Regions from separate parts of the Sus scrofa genome. Here regions 2, 3 and 4 are each linked to region 1. The links are chromatin contacts, called in public Hi-C and HiChIP or PLAC-seq maps. All regions are on one chromosome and are shown on one strand. The core of a region is the stretch at or near the end of the contact, and the rest is flanking DNA. Distances in the headings are between cores, read along the strand shown.

Region 1 (2,913 bases), core at 189-2,688:
CTTCGAGCCGAGGAGGAGGCGCCTAACGGGCACAGCTGGAAGGAGTTTAATGCTGACATTTTAAAGCTGCGTGTGTTCTGTTTTATTTGGAGGGGCAGGGGTCCCACGAACACGAAAGGGTGGGCGACGCTTTGAGGAGAGTGCAGCAAATGTCAAGATTCGGGGGCGAGGGGCCTCCACGGGAAACTTGGATGCGGGCCCTGGAGGGGGTGGAAAGAGAGGTCAGGAGTTGCGGGGTTGGCGGGGGGAGGAGGGTGTACTTTGCAAGCAACTTACTGTTTCGCCTGCAACTTGATTTGGGGCCTGCCACCTCCTGCTTTCCTTTAAAAAATAATTAAAAAGTGCAAAGAAATCTAGTTCGCCGGAGGTTTTGCATTTGGCGTGCAACTTCCTTCAAGTGTGAGCGCGCTAGGAGGGAGGGAGGGCGGGCTGGGGGTTGAACTTGGCAGGCGGCGCCTTCTTCTGCCGCCGCCGCCGCCTCGCAGACTCGGGGAAGAGGGTGGGGGACGGTCGGGGCGCGGGGGAGGGTGGGTTCTGCTTTGCAACTTCTCTCCGGGTGCGAACGAGCGGCGGCGGCTGCAGAGTGGGCCGCCCAGACGATGCGGGGGAGGGGGACCCTCCGGCACGCGACTCTCCCCGGGCCCAGAGTACGTATGCGCGGACCCCCTCCGCTCCCCGAAGCCTCCCCAGAGGGCGTGTCTGGCCTTCCAGTCCCGCAAGCGGCCGACGCGCTGCGGCACTGTTTCCGTGCAACCCCGCAGCCCCGTGTGAAGTGACACGCTTCGCACAGTTCGGCCCGGGGGCCACGGCGCGGACCACCCCCGCGGCTGTGCTGCGGGCCGCGCCCTGGCTCCCGCAGCCAGCCCGCTGTCACCCGCTGGGACGCCGGCGGCGGTGGCCGCCGAGGGACAGGGCGAACCCCGGAGTGGGTCCGGAGTCGCAGAGCTGGGCGGGGGCGGGAAGGAGCGGCGAAGAGAAACTAGAGAAACTCGGTTCCCTCCGGAGCCCGTCCCAGAAAGACCAGGTCGGCCGCCGCCGCCTCTTTTTTCCTGGGGCGGGGGGGGGGGTCGGGGGACGGGGATCGGCCCCGCGCGGCCGGAGGGCTGCCTGGGTGGGGGCCGTGCCTGGGGCCGCCGGCGTGCAGGCGCCGTCGCGGCCGGGGCGGCGGGGCGGGCGCGGAGGGCGTGGGGGCGGGGGCCACGGCCGCCCCTGCAGTTGCCGAGCGTCGCCAACAGGTTGCATCGTTCGCCGCCGCCGCCGCGCGGCCCCTCGGGCGGGGAGCGGCCGGGGGTGGAGTGGGAGCGCGTGTGTGTGCGAGTGTGTACGCGCCGTGGCGCCGCCTCCGCCCGCCCCCAGCTCGGTCCCGCTTGCTCGCCGCGGCCGGGCGGCCCTTTCGCGTGTCCGCGCTGCCTCCCCTCCTCCTCCTCCTCCTCCTCCATTTTGCGAGCTCGAGTCTGTGACGGGAGCCCGAGTCACCGCCCGCCCGTCGGGGACGGGTTCTCGTGGGTGGAAGGAGCCGCCGCGGCTGGAGCGGCTGGAGCGGCGGGGCGCCGGCAGCGAGGACGCGCGCCCGGGAGCCCCGGCCGGCGGAGCGGGGCGGGGGGCCGGCTTGTCAGCGGGGAAATGGGGGACTTTCTTCGCTAGGGGCCCTCCCCTCCCCCCATGGAGAAGGGGGCGGCTGTTTACTTCCTTTTTTTTTAAGAAAAAAAAAATCGCTCCCGCTCCTCCTGCTTTCACACGCTAAGTTGTTTATCTCGGCTGCGGTGGGAGCCGCGGACGGCGGCGGTGAGCGGCGCCGCGGGCAGAGGTAAGGGGAGGGGAGCGGCAGGCAGGACGGGCCGGGGCCGGGGCTGGGGCCGCGAGGGCGCTCGCCCCCCGAGGTGCGGGGCTGGGGCTCGGGGGCCGGCTCCCGGGCCGCCGCCGGAGCCTGCAAACTTTTATTAGCCGCGGGGAGTGGGGGTGGGGGCCAGCGAGGGCCCGGTGGTGGTGACGAAAGGGCAGCGGGCGGGTGACAGCGCTGGCCTCTTCCTCTCCCTGGGCCGCGGTCCCCGGGCCGGGCCGAGGGGGAGGAACCCGAGCTCGCAGCGAGTGGAGCCTCGTCGAGCCGCCCGGGTTTCCAGCCTCGGCTTCCCTGGCCAGGCGTCCTTGCCTCTGTGTGTTGGCCCCCACGTCCCTTTGCTTTTCGCTCCCAGGAGGGCCTCCCGGACATCCCCTTTGCGGGTGAACGCTGAGCCGCATCTGGATCCTACTCGCCCGAGTCTTTGCACTCCACCGAGAGCGCCCGAGCGCGAGCAGGGTCTGTGCCGAGGTGCCAGTGCGTCTCCCTGCTGGCGGGCGCTCAGGGTGTGTGTGTCTGTGTGTGTGCGCGCGTGGACACATGCGGGGGGCTGACAGCCTGCCCCTCGGAGACTTGGGCCGGGCTGGCGTTGTCTGGTGGAAGTGGGCGTGTCGGGGGAAGAACTCAACAGGTCTGCACACATTTCTCTTTGAACCCCGCACTTGCTTTCGCCCCCTCCTCCGAAGGTTTGTTCTTTGGCGCTCGGCATCCCTTCGCGTCTGACGTTTGGAAGCGGCCCCCTTTAGGAAAAGACCCTCCCCAGCCATACTCGCTGCGTGGTGCGGTTTGTGACACGCGCTGGTTTGTCGCTGGGAGATTGCAGACGTGGTAATTGCAGCCCTGTAATGCCACTTAAGACCCCTGGCCATGGTTCGTTAAGGCCGATTACTGGGACAGGGTTATTTGCAATGTAAACGGGGGTATTAGGTCCTTTGAGGGTTCGTTTCGTTTTATGGAGTATTGTTTTGGTTTCGAGTTTGAAGGCAGCTGTCAAAGCGGCCTGGAAATTCATTAGGCTCCAGTTGATTCGTGGTGTTTAGAGATCGTTATCAGGTAAAGGCGGCGGAGGGCGGGGA
Region 2 (2,913 bases), core at 177-2,676, 250 kb before region 1:
ATGAGGAACCTCTTGTTCGTACATTATTCACCTCAAGAGTAAGTCAAAGAAAACTACCTAATGGGAATTCAAATATATTTAACAATAATTATCAGTAACATCACCGAGTGTTTACGGTGTACCTAATCATCAAAACCAGCTTCCTCCCAAAGTTCCAAGGTGGCTCAGCAGACTTAGAATCCGCCTCACAGCTGTGGCACGGGTTTAATCCGTAGCCCAGAAACTTCCACATGCCAGAGCCACAGCCAAAAACAAGAACAAAAAAGAAAGGGGGAGAAAAAAACAAACCAACAAAAAAAGCCAGCTTCCTCTGACTTGGCTACTTTGTTATTCCATGTTTAAGGTGAATTAACTGAGATTTTACTTGGAGGAAACTTGAGACTCAGAAAGCAGCAATTCTGAAATCAGGCTGTTAATAAATAATCAGATTCAGGCTTAACTCCAGGACTGTCAAACTCCAAATATAGTCTTGTGGTTTTTTGTCTTTCCACATCAGAAAAGAAAACAAAAACTACTGACCGAACAACCTGACGTTGTTCAAAGAGGGAACATTCTTAACACTCTTATGTTACCTATATAGCTACTAATAATCGTAACAATTATGATAATAATAACCATGGGAGTTCGCATTTCTGGGATACCTGGAAATTCTGGGGGTTGACTCACTACTAAGCCCTTTGCACAGATTATCTTAATGGAGACTCCCAGCCACCTGGGCTGTCGGTACCGGTAATATCCCCATTTTATAGCTGAGGAAAACTAAATTGTCCCAGGACACAGGGTGGCACACACAGAGTTGGGATCAGCACCCAAATTGGCCAGACCTAAACCCCAGCTTTCACCCCTGACACTCACTGCTGCTGGGTGCCCGAAGATACACAGGGTCCCCAAAGTCTCCCTCAAGATATGTGAGAGTCTTTTTCGCTCTTTCTGCTCTTGAAAAGCCACTTCTCTCTTAAGTCTACTTTTATCCATGTGGATCCACCTTAGCACTAGGCACGTTACTGGAATAGAGAGAGTGTCTCTATGGATAGGAAACAGCCAGAGAGAGACCACCCACTCTTGTTTGCCTGAACCAAGAAGGGGGCACATTTACTCTGGGCAATACCGGGACCTTCCATGCAGCACAGTGACGAGAGAGACTGGGAGCAGGACAAAGCTGGTGGGTGGAGAGGGAGTTACCCAGTTCTGTCTACCCGACCCATCTGCAAATCACAAGTTGGCAGGCACTCCCCTGATCCAGTTTAGTAGAGCCAAGTACAATATCCAAGCTGTGCGGCTGCACTAGCTGAGCATACTTACTGCTCTTGCAACCATTACAGTTTAAAATGGAATGAAAATTATCCTGGGAACACTGGCGCTATTACTGTGAAATCTGTTGTGCTTGACTCACTGAAGGAGGCTTAAAGGTCCCAGAGCAACAGGACTAGGATTTATGTCCCAGGCTGTCTGCCCCTGCTGGCTGGAGGTGAGAGAGTACAGCAACACGAAGGGGACATGCTGCCCCAGGGACCAGGGAATGCCCTTCGTTCCTTTGTTGGTTGGGGTGGGGTTGGTTGGTTAAGCCACATAACCAAGCTTACGATAATGACTTGATATCAAACCAAAAATGGTTTCTGGGTGAGATGGAAGGAACTCCCTTCTTAGTCACATATGCAGAGTTCACTGCCTGGACTTAGTGATCTCTGTTCTGTGCTCAAAAGAATTTTTTTTTTTTTTTTTTTTTTTTTTTTTTTTTTTTTTTTTTTTTTAGGGCTGCACCCATGGCATATGGAAATTCCCAGACTAGGGGTCAAATAGGAGCTGCAGCTGCCGGCCTATACCACAGCCACAGCAACACCAGATCTGAGCTGCGTCTGTGACCTACACCACAGCTCATGGTAATGCCAGATCCTTAACCCACTGAGCAGGGCCAGGGATCAAACCCTTGTCCTCATGGATACTAGACAGTTTCATTACCACTGAGCCACAATAGGAACTCCCTCAAAGAATGTTTATGCTTCTTTCTTTATTCTCCTTATTGGTTTGAGACCAGCTATTTTAAATATATTCCTCAGTTCATAGCAGCTTTCAAGAGATGCTTAAAGGGTTTGGTCGGGGTGGGGGAGAAGGGGGCATGTAGGGGGAGGGGCTCATGGCCAGCCCCTGCTACATACAAAGCATGAAGCAACTTCTCTTCTCCGTGTTTTATGAAATGCATTTTTGCTGGGACACACCTGTTTCCTCACTACTCTCTGTCCTCTGCCAAACACAGGAAGGAGTGTGTATGAGACTGGGTCTCATCAGCCAGGGTTTCTGATCCATCTCATCATAGAGGTGATTCCCAAAAGGCACCTGACCCACTTGGGCCAGTGAGCACTGGGTTCCCCAGGTCCACCCCTTTCTATCTCTCTGATCCAATAGCTCCAAAGCCTCAGTTTCTTCATCTGTAAATTAGGAATGATGCTATTTATACTTATAGTGGCACCTGTCAAGCAGTATACATTTCATAAAAATATAAGCTGTTTTTAAAATTAAAGTATAATGTGCCAATTTCTGCTACACAACAAACTATATATATATATACATATACATATATACAGATATATATATATTTACACACACACACACATATGTTCTTTTTCTCATGTCATCTTCCATCATGTTGTATCCCAAGAGATCGAATACAGTTCCCTATGCTCTACGGTAGGGTCTCGTTGCTTATCCATTCTAAATGTTCTAGTTTGCATCTACCAACCCCAAATTCCCAGTCCATCCTATTCTCTATGAACCTGTGAGGGCAATTTATTGCTGAGTTTTACTTGATTCTTCCTAATTTTTCCACTTAACAACTACCCATGGAGTTCCTATTGTGGCTCATCAGAAAATGAATCTGACTGGTATCCATGAGGATGTGGGTTCGATCCCTGGCCT
Region 3 (2,913 bases), core at 158-2,657, 220 kb after region 1:
GGGAGCGGGGCCTGGCACGTGGAGAAAGTGTGGCGGTGGTGGCCTCAGAGTCCGAGGGGTAAGAGGGATGATTCCAGGCTTGGCCAAGACATGACCCCGAAGGAGCAGGCTGGAAGCACCGTGCGGGTTGTGAGGAGCAGGAAGCACAGGCAAACGATTCCCTATGAAAATTATCATGCTTTCCAGCTCTTTCTCCAGGTGGGAAGCACCCACCAGGTTTTCAGGCAAAACTGTCTGAAGGGATCTTTTCAGCAAAAGCTGCATAAGAAGCAGGATCGCTCTCACAGGGAAAGCCCTCTCCCACAGAAAACGGATCCAACCGCCCAGGAAAACAACCTCTTTCAAATCCCTGCATCCCAAAGAACGACAAACAGAGATCCCTGCAGCGAAATCACAGCTGCCTGTTTGGGTGTAACTCTTTTGGCATCAAATAGCACTTAGATGGGTAAAATTCCTTTTAAAACAGAGGCCGTGAGTTATCCCTTGTCTAATGCATATTATTCATTTAGTGATTCATGTGGTCTCAATAAATAACAGGTAGGCATGCAGCTTATCAGGTACCCCGTGGGATGCAGAGGTTTCTGAAAGTTTCAGGAACACGCCTGCCTACCTACCCCAGCGGGTCCAGGTTGAAGGTGGGCACCACCTGCCTCCGGAGGAGACGTTCCTCCTTTTCAGGGACTGCCAGAGAGCTCCAGGCTGTCAAGACAGGAGGCTGGTGGGGGAAGATGGGCAGAAGAACAGCCTGGACCATCTCTTAGCACCTGAAACATACACATCAGGATTGGGGGAACAGAGGGGCAGAAAGGACAGTGTGGGAGAGGCCCCCCGAAGCTCAACTTCTCAACATCTGATATACGAGACACTGACTTCCTTCTGTCTCCACAAGAATATAAAATCAATGAGAGCAGAAACTCTAATTTTTTCTTTCTTTTTAGCGCCACACCCGCAGCAGATGGAAGGTCCCGGGCTAGGACTGAATTGGAGCTGCCGCCCTGGCCTGTGCCACAGCCACAGCCACAGCCATGCCGGATCCTTAACCCACCGAGCGAGGCCAGGGATCGAACCTGCATCCACAAGGACGCTAAGTTGGGTTCTTAACCCACTAAGCCACAACAAGAGCGCCATCTAATTTCTTTTTTCTTTAAGTCACCCTTTCTTCAGCACGCAGAATGACGCTGGGCCCACAGCCAGTGTTCCAACCATTTTTGTTGAGCGAATCTCGCCTGAACAGGTAAACCATAAGTAAAATTGGAGCTCTCTCTCCCCAGGCAAAAGCTCGCCCCAGGTTGCATCTGAGAGTCGCCGAATCAAATTCAGAAGGAGCCAACGGCGCTCCAGAGAAACAGCTCCGCCTGGAAGCGGGCCTTGTTTATCCTCTGAATTCCAGGGCCTGTGCTCTAGCCGCTCACTGGCCACTAAAACCGGACGGGACGGTTGACTCTGGCAGCGTGTGAAGGCATTTGGCATGCACACAGCTTTTAGGTCACCAGAAATAACTTGCAAATGCGTGTGTGTGTTAAGCGGAAAGGATGAGAAAAATTAGTTTCATTTATGGGGCTACTGGGCAGTGAGTTATTTTTTAGGGGTGGGGACCACTTAGGCAGGGAGAACTCCAAGGCTGGGTTCCTCCACTGCTGGAACCGTGCTCTGTCCTCACCGCCTTCTCTTAATCCTAACAAGCCCCGCCACCCCTACCCCAGCGGTCAGAAAAAAGCATCCCCCTCGTGGTTTTTAATTTGGGGGAATTACTGCAGTATCTTTAGTGCCTCATGGGACATCCCCTGACTTCTTTCTCAGCATTTGTTTACTTCCTCCTTAAAAATCAAGATCTTCCAGAAAAGCGGTGGCCTGATGCCAACGCTATTTGTCACTGGGAGAGGAGAGTGGCTTCTAGTTCTGCAGCCCTCCGTGAGCACCCGGTGAAGCATCTCCATTCTCAGGGACAGGTCAGCCCCACTCCTTCCGCCTTCAGGGGAAGGCTTAGGGCCAAGGACTGTCACCGGATGGACAGTCACTGGTGGTGCCAGGATCAAACCCAGGCTTTCCGGCTTTGCACGCCAATGTTAGAACTATCTTTCTTGTTGCCTCAGCCATTAGCTGTGGGTTTTGTTTTGTTTCCTAACTTCTTAGAATCTCATTTATGAGTCATTTTCTTTCAAAGAAGATTCTGCAAATGGAAGGGCTAATCTCCACGTACCACTGTGCTACAGCGAGAAGCTCCCATGGCTTCTACCTTCCTGCGCAGCCCAGCCCCAGCCCCATCCCAAGGCAGCTGCCTGTGACTCTGACTTGGGTCAGTTAACTATCGCTGAGAGAACTGGCCTACATTCAGCAGCTTGAAACAACCCTGGTGTATTCTTTGCCACGAATCTGTGGGTTAATTGGGCAGCTTTTCTGTTGGTCTTTCCTGGACTCACTCATGTGGTTGTATCCACTGATGCGTGGCTGGGGGTGTCGGGCTTGGCTGGGGCCGCAGGCCCTCTTGCTAGTCGTCCTCCGTCCTTGAGTAGGCTGGCCTGGGCTCTTGACATGGCATCTGGGGTCCAAGAGGGCCTGGGCTTAGAGTTGGTCAAAACAGTCAGAGGGTAAAGGCCCACCTAGATTCAAGGACTCCGCCTCTTAATGGGAGAGGCTGCAAAGACTCTTGGCCACAGGTAACCCACCAAAGGCTTTCTAGATAGAAAGGATTGAAGTGGGCTGGTAAGAAGAGCATCTTCTATTACCAAGCAACGTATGGATTTAGTGTGGCCAAAGACACTGGAAATCTAGATTGAAAAAATATTTATTTACTTGTATATGTAAATATGCCCACACCACCACACACACACACAACGTCTTTCTAGGGCCACACCCAGGGCATATGCAAGTTCCTAGGGCATTTCCAAGTTCCAGGCTAGGGGTTGAATCACA
Region 4 (2,913 bases), core at 250-2,749, 160 kb after region 1:
GGTTCCCCCACTAGCTTTTAGCGCATTTTAGTTTGGATTCTATTCCTTGACATTCTTCGTGGACGGCCGACTCGTGAATCACAATGATGGAATTGAACAACGACAGGACTTCCTCTGTGGCTCATGGCTCACATGCTAACTACTCGGCACTGTCTCTGCAGGGGCTCTGGTTCGATCCCTGCACTGGGACCTTTCATATGCTGCAGGTCGCACATTTAAAAAACACAACAAAACCAGAGGTGAACAACTACAAATGGAGACTTGGAAACAGCCATGAACTAAGAGATTTAAACATATATTCACTCACTTGGTCTTAAAGATCGTAGCTTGTCATATTACTACCCCCATTTCACAGATGAGAAAATCAAGGTGGAGAGAGGCAAATTCATTTGTGCAAGGTCCCAACAGTAGAACCAGAATTTGCACCTGGCTTGTTTGAGCCCAGGGACCAAGCGCTTTTCCACGGCACGATCCTTTATCCAACCAGAAAACAGGCTCCTGGAGGATCAGCACAACGGGCCGGGGCGAGCCCACACTAAGCAGTGGGCCCTTTGCTAAGGGCTTCACCTGCATCTCTTCTTCTTGCCTTCAGAAAGACCTCGAAGAGGGCTCTGCCTGTATTCTCGTTTTACTGACGAGAAACAGAGGCTTGGAGAAGTTAAGTGTCTTGCCCCAAATGACAGTGCACGACAGAGGTGGATCTGAACTCAGGACACCTGACTCCAGGGTCTGTGGCCTTTGGCGCTACCACGTGGGCCCGGCTCAATGCTCTGTACGTCGAAGATGCTCAGAAGTACTTGCTGGGCTGAGTCACACCCATGTCCAACCTTCTGAATGGCACCAGTGTCCCCGGTGCTATGCAAACACATGCAGGAGTCTATGCCAGCCCAGCAGGCATGTGATAAATATAAGCAGGTGCTGACACAGGCCTGCCCCGCCAGCTACGCTCTCTCAGCTCAATCCACATCCACACCATACGCCCCTGCACACATGTGGCTCATGCTCCTCTGGCACCTTCATGCGCTGTGGACCAGGAGCAAGTGTGGGACTAAGACCTCTGATGGCCCGCTGCTCCAAGCGGAAGCAGCCCTGGCTGCAAGAGACACAGACCCCTGTGTAGCTGAAGATGTGGGCTCACTGAACAAACACACGGTGCCAGGTCCCTGCCCACAGGACAGAACAAGCGGATGAGAGTCTGCTCTTGGGGAGGAACCATCTAGACAGAGAGTAAGCCTGAGCGGGGCGCAAGAGACTGGCAGGGGGCGGGGCGGAGGGGGGGCGGGGAGCTCGGAAACCTGAAACCTAAATAATCCAAAGGAGCCGGCCAGGCAGGGGATTACACGAGGGTAAAGGCCCGAGATGGGGAGAAGCTTGTGGTTTCCGAAGAGCGGTCTGCAAGTTTTTCTGAAAAAGCCTCATCATCGCTGTGTCACTGCTCAACTCTGCTACTGTTGTGCCACAGAGAACATGTGAGCAGAGAGACACGGGTGGCTGGGTTCCAGGGAGGCTTTGTTTACAAAAACAGGCTGCGGGCTGGATTCCACTGGCAGGTCAGGGTTTGCTGACTCTGAGAACATAAAGAAGCTCCCGGAGGCTGCCGTGACTCGAGCTAGGGTGAGAGGGGCCAGAGGGCAGGCGCAGGACCAAGAGCTCCGCGCCCATGATGCTAAGAGCAACAGGAGGCTACTCGAGCACCAGAAGCAGGAGAATAACACGCGACTTCCATTTTTCGAAGATCAGCCTGGCTGCTGTGCAGAGCGTGGGTTACGGGAGGCAGGAATGCAAGTGACGAGACCAGTCCGGCAGCTGGCGGCCACGCCCTGGGGGGAGGTTGAAAGGCTCCACCGAGGAACTCCCCCATCGCCCCACGGCCTGAGAGGTCCTTTATTAGCAAAGGACACCGGGGGCAGCCCAGCCTGTACCCTGGGAATGAAGGATCCCGCCCATGTCAGATCCTGATTAAAAGTATCCCCAGAAGCCGACTGCAGTGAATGCATGTGAATTTTCCAGGTACCACTAATCACACTGCTTCTCGATGACTAATGCTCCTGAGAACACGAGTTCTTGCTCTTTCCAGTTACTGTCTGAGGTGCTCTTGGAGAAATGGATAGTTTCCTAGTAGACGGTCAAGGGCTGACAGCGGAGTTATTTCTGAGTATTGCACAGCCATTCCCCATGGCACAGAGTCCAAACGCCGACGGAGCAGCCTCTCCAGATGCGCAGCGGTCCCCGGAATCCAGAGGCTTGGAGATGAATCATCATGAACCACAGACTTTCCCCTCCAGGTGCCCCTCCCTCTTCCTCCTCCTCTTCTTCTTGATCCTGATAAAGATCTCTCTCTCTCTAACACACACACACACACACACACACACACACACCCTCTCTCTCTCACTAGCTCACTCTTCTGTTACTAGGAAACTCTCTTCTGATTGGTCTGATGATGTAACCTGACAGCAACAGAGCATCCAACTCAAACTGCTCTTACTTGGTATCTCCAGCAATAAGTTACCAAGAGAGAGAACAACAACAAAAAAAGATCTCCTGAACAAGGAAATAGTTATTTTCTCCTCTAATGCCCCCTTTCTACGGAAGAGGTGAAGGCCGGGGGAAAGGAGGCTATTAGTAGCATTTTCCAAATATCGGACATCCTAAAACATTACCAACCAACCAGTCTGAACCCCGGCTGACACTCTGTCAGACCCCTTCTTCGACAGCAGCTCAGTCCACACTGAGCGGTGTTGTTCTTGGGGCTGGATTTGGCCTTTGGCTCTTCAGGGAATTGGAAAGGTCACTGGCATTGCTAGTGAAAAAGAAAACTAGTGTCAACGAACCCTGCCCTGACCCCTAGAGACCACAGGAAGGCAGGGGGAGGCCTGAGACTCGCTTGAGCTCTCGCTGTTCTTATAGGCTTTG

The links. A called contact is a pair of places that touch in the nucleus more often than the background predicts. HiChIP or PLAC-seq counts read pairs in DNA pulled down with a chosen protein or histone mark.
Region 2: a contact with region 1 is called in a Hi-C map of embryonic fibroblasts, with 5 times the contacts expected there. The contact joins the enhancer-like site here to the promoter of NR3C1 in region 1. A contact is called at or near these places in 5 of 47 Hi-C or Micro-C datasets (embryonic fibroblasts, liver and skeletal muscle) and 2 of 2 datasets of contacts at active chromatin or transcription factors (alveolar macrophages and skeletal muscle).
Region 3: an H3K27ac HiChIP or PLAC-seq map of skeletal muscle shows a contact between it and region 1. The contact joins the enhancer-like site here to the promoter of NR3C1 in region 1. A contact is called at or near these places in 9 of 47 Hi-C or Micro-C datasets (alveolar macrophages, embryonic fibroblasts, fetal heart ventricle and 6 more) and 1 of 2 datasets of contacts at active chromatin or transcription factors (skeletal muscle).
Region 4: a contact with region 1 is called in an H3K27ac HiChIP or PLAC-seq map of skeletal muscle. The contact joins the enhancer-like site here to the promoter of NR3C1 in region 1. A contact is called at or near these places in 1 of 5 promoter capture datasets (liver), 13 of 47 Hi-C or Micro-C datasets (embryonic fibroblasts, fetal heart ventricle, fetal skeletal muscle and 6 more) and 1 of 2 datasets of contacts at active chromatin or transcription factors (skeletal muscle).

The regions. Positions count from the first base shown.
Region 1 is chr2:144,928,222-144,931,134 of Sscrofa11.1, reverse strand. NR3C1 (nuclear receptor subfamily 3 group C member 1) reads left to right here and starts at 1,438. Exons shown (of 10, transcript NM_001008481.1): 1 at 1,438-1,807.
Region 2 is chr2:145,177,149-145,180,061 of Sscrofa11.1, reverse strand. No RefSeq gene overlaps it. Among named protein-coding and RNA genes, the nearest start is that of NR3C1, 250 kb to the right of the region's middle. Within about 2 kb of position 1,426, at least 17 of the 83 cell types and tissues checked have an H3K27ac peak or open chromatin away from gene starts, as enhancers often do. A contact at or near this core is called in embryonic fibroblasts, liver and skeletal muscle, where this site is marked.
Region 3 is chr2:144,705,360-144,708,272 of Sscrofa11.1, reverse strand. All of the region lies in intron 20 of ARHGAP26 (rho GTPase-activating protein 26), which reads right to left. Among named protein-coding and RNA genes, the nearest start is that of NR3C1, 220 kb to the left of the region's middle. Within about 2 kb of position 1,407, at least 24 of the 83 cell types and tissues checked have an H3K27ac peak or open chromatin away from gene starts, as enhancers often do. A contact at or near this core is called in alveolar macrophages, mesenteric adipose tissue, retroperitoneal adipose tissue and 2 more, where this site is marked.
Region 4 is chr2:144,766,152-144,769,064 of Sscrofa11.1, reverse strand. The region is part of intron 22 of ARHGAP26 (rho GTPase-activating protein 26); the gene reads right to left. Among named protein-coding and RNA genes, the nearest start is that of NR3C1, 160 kb to the left of the region's middle. Within about 2 kb of position 1,499, at least 33 of the 83 cell types and tissues checked have an H3K27ac peak or open chromatin away from gene starts, as enhancers often do. A contact at or near this core is called in embryonic fibroblasts, fetal skeletal muscle, liver and 3 more, where this site is marked.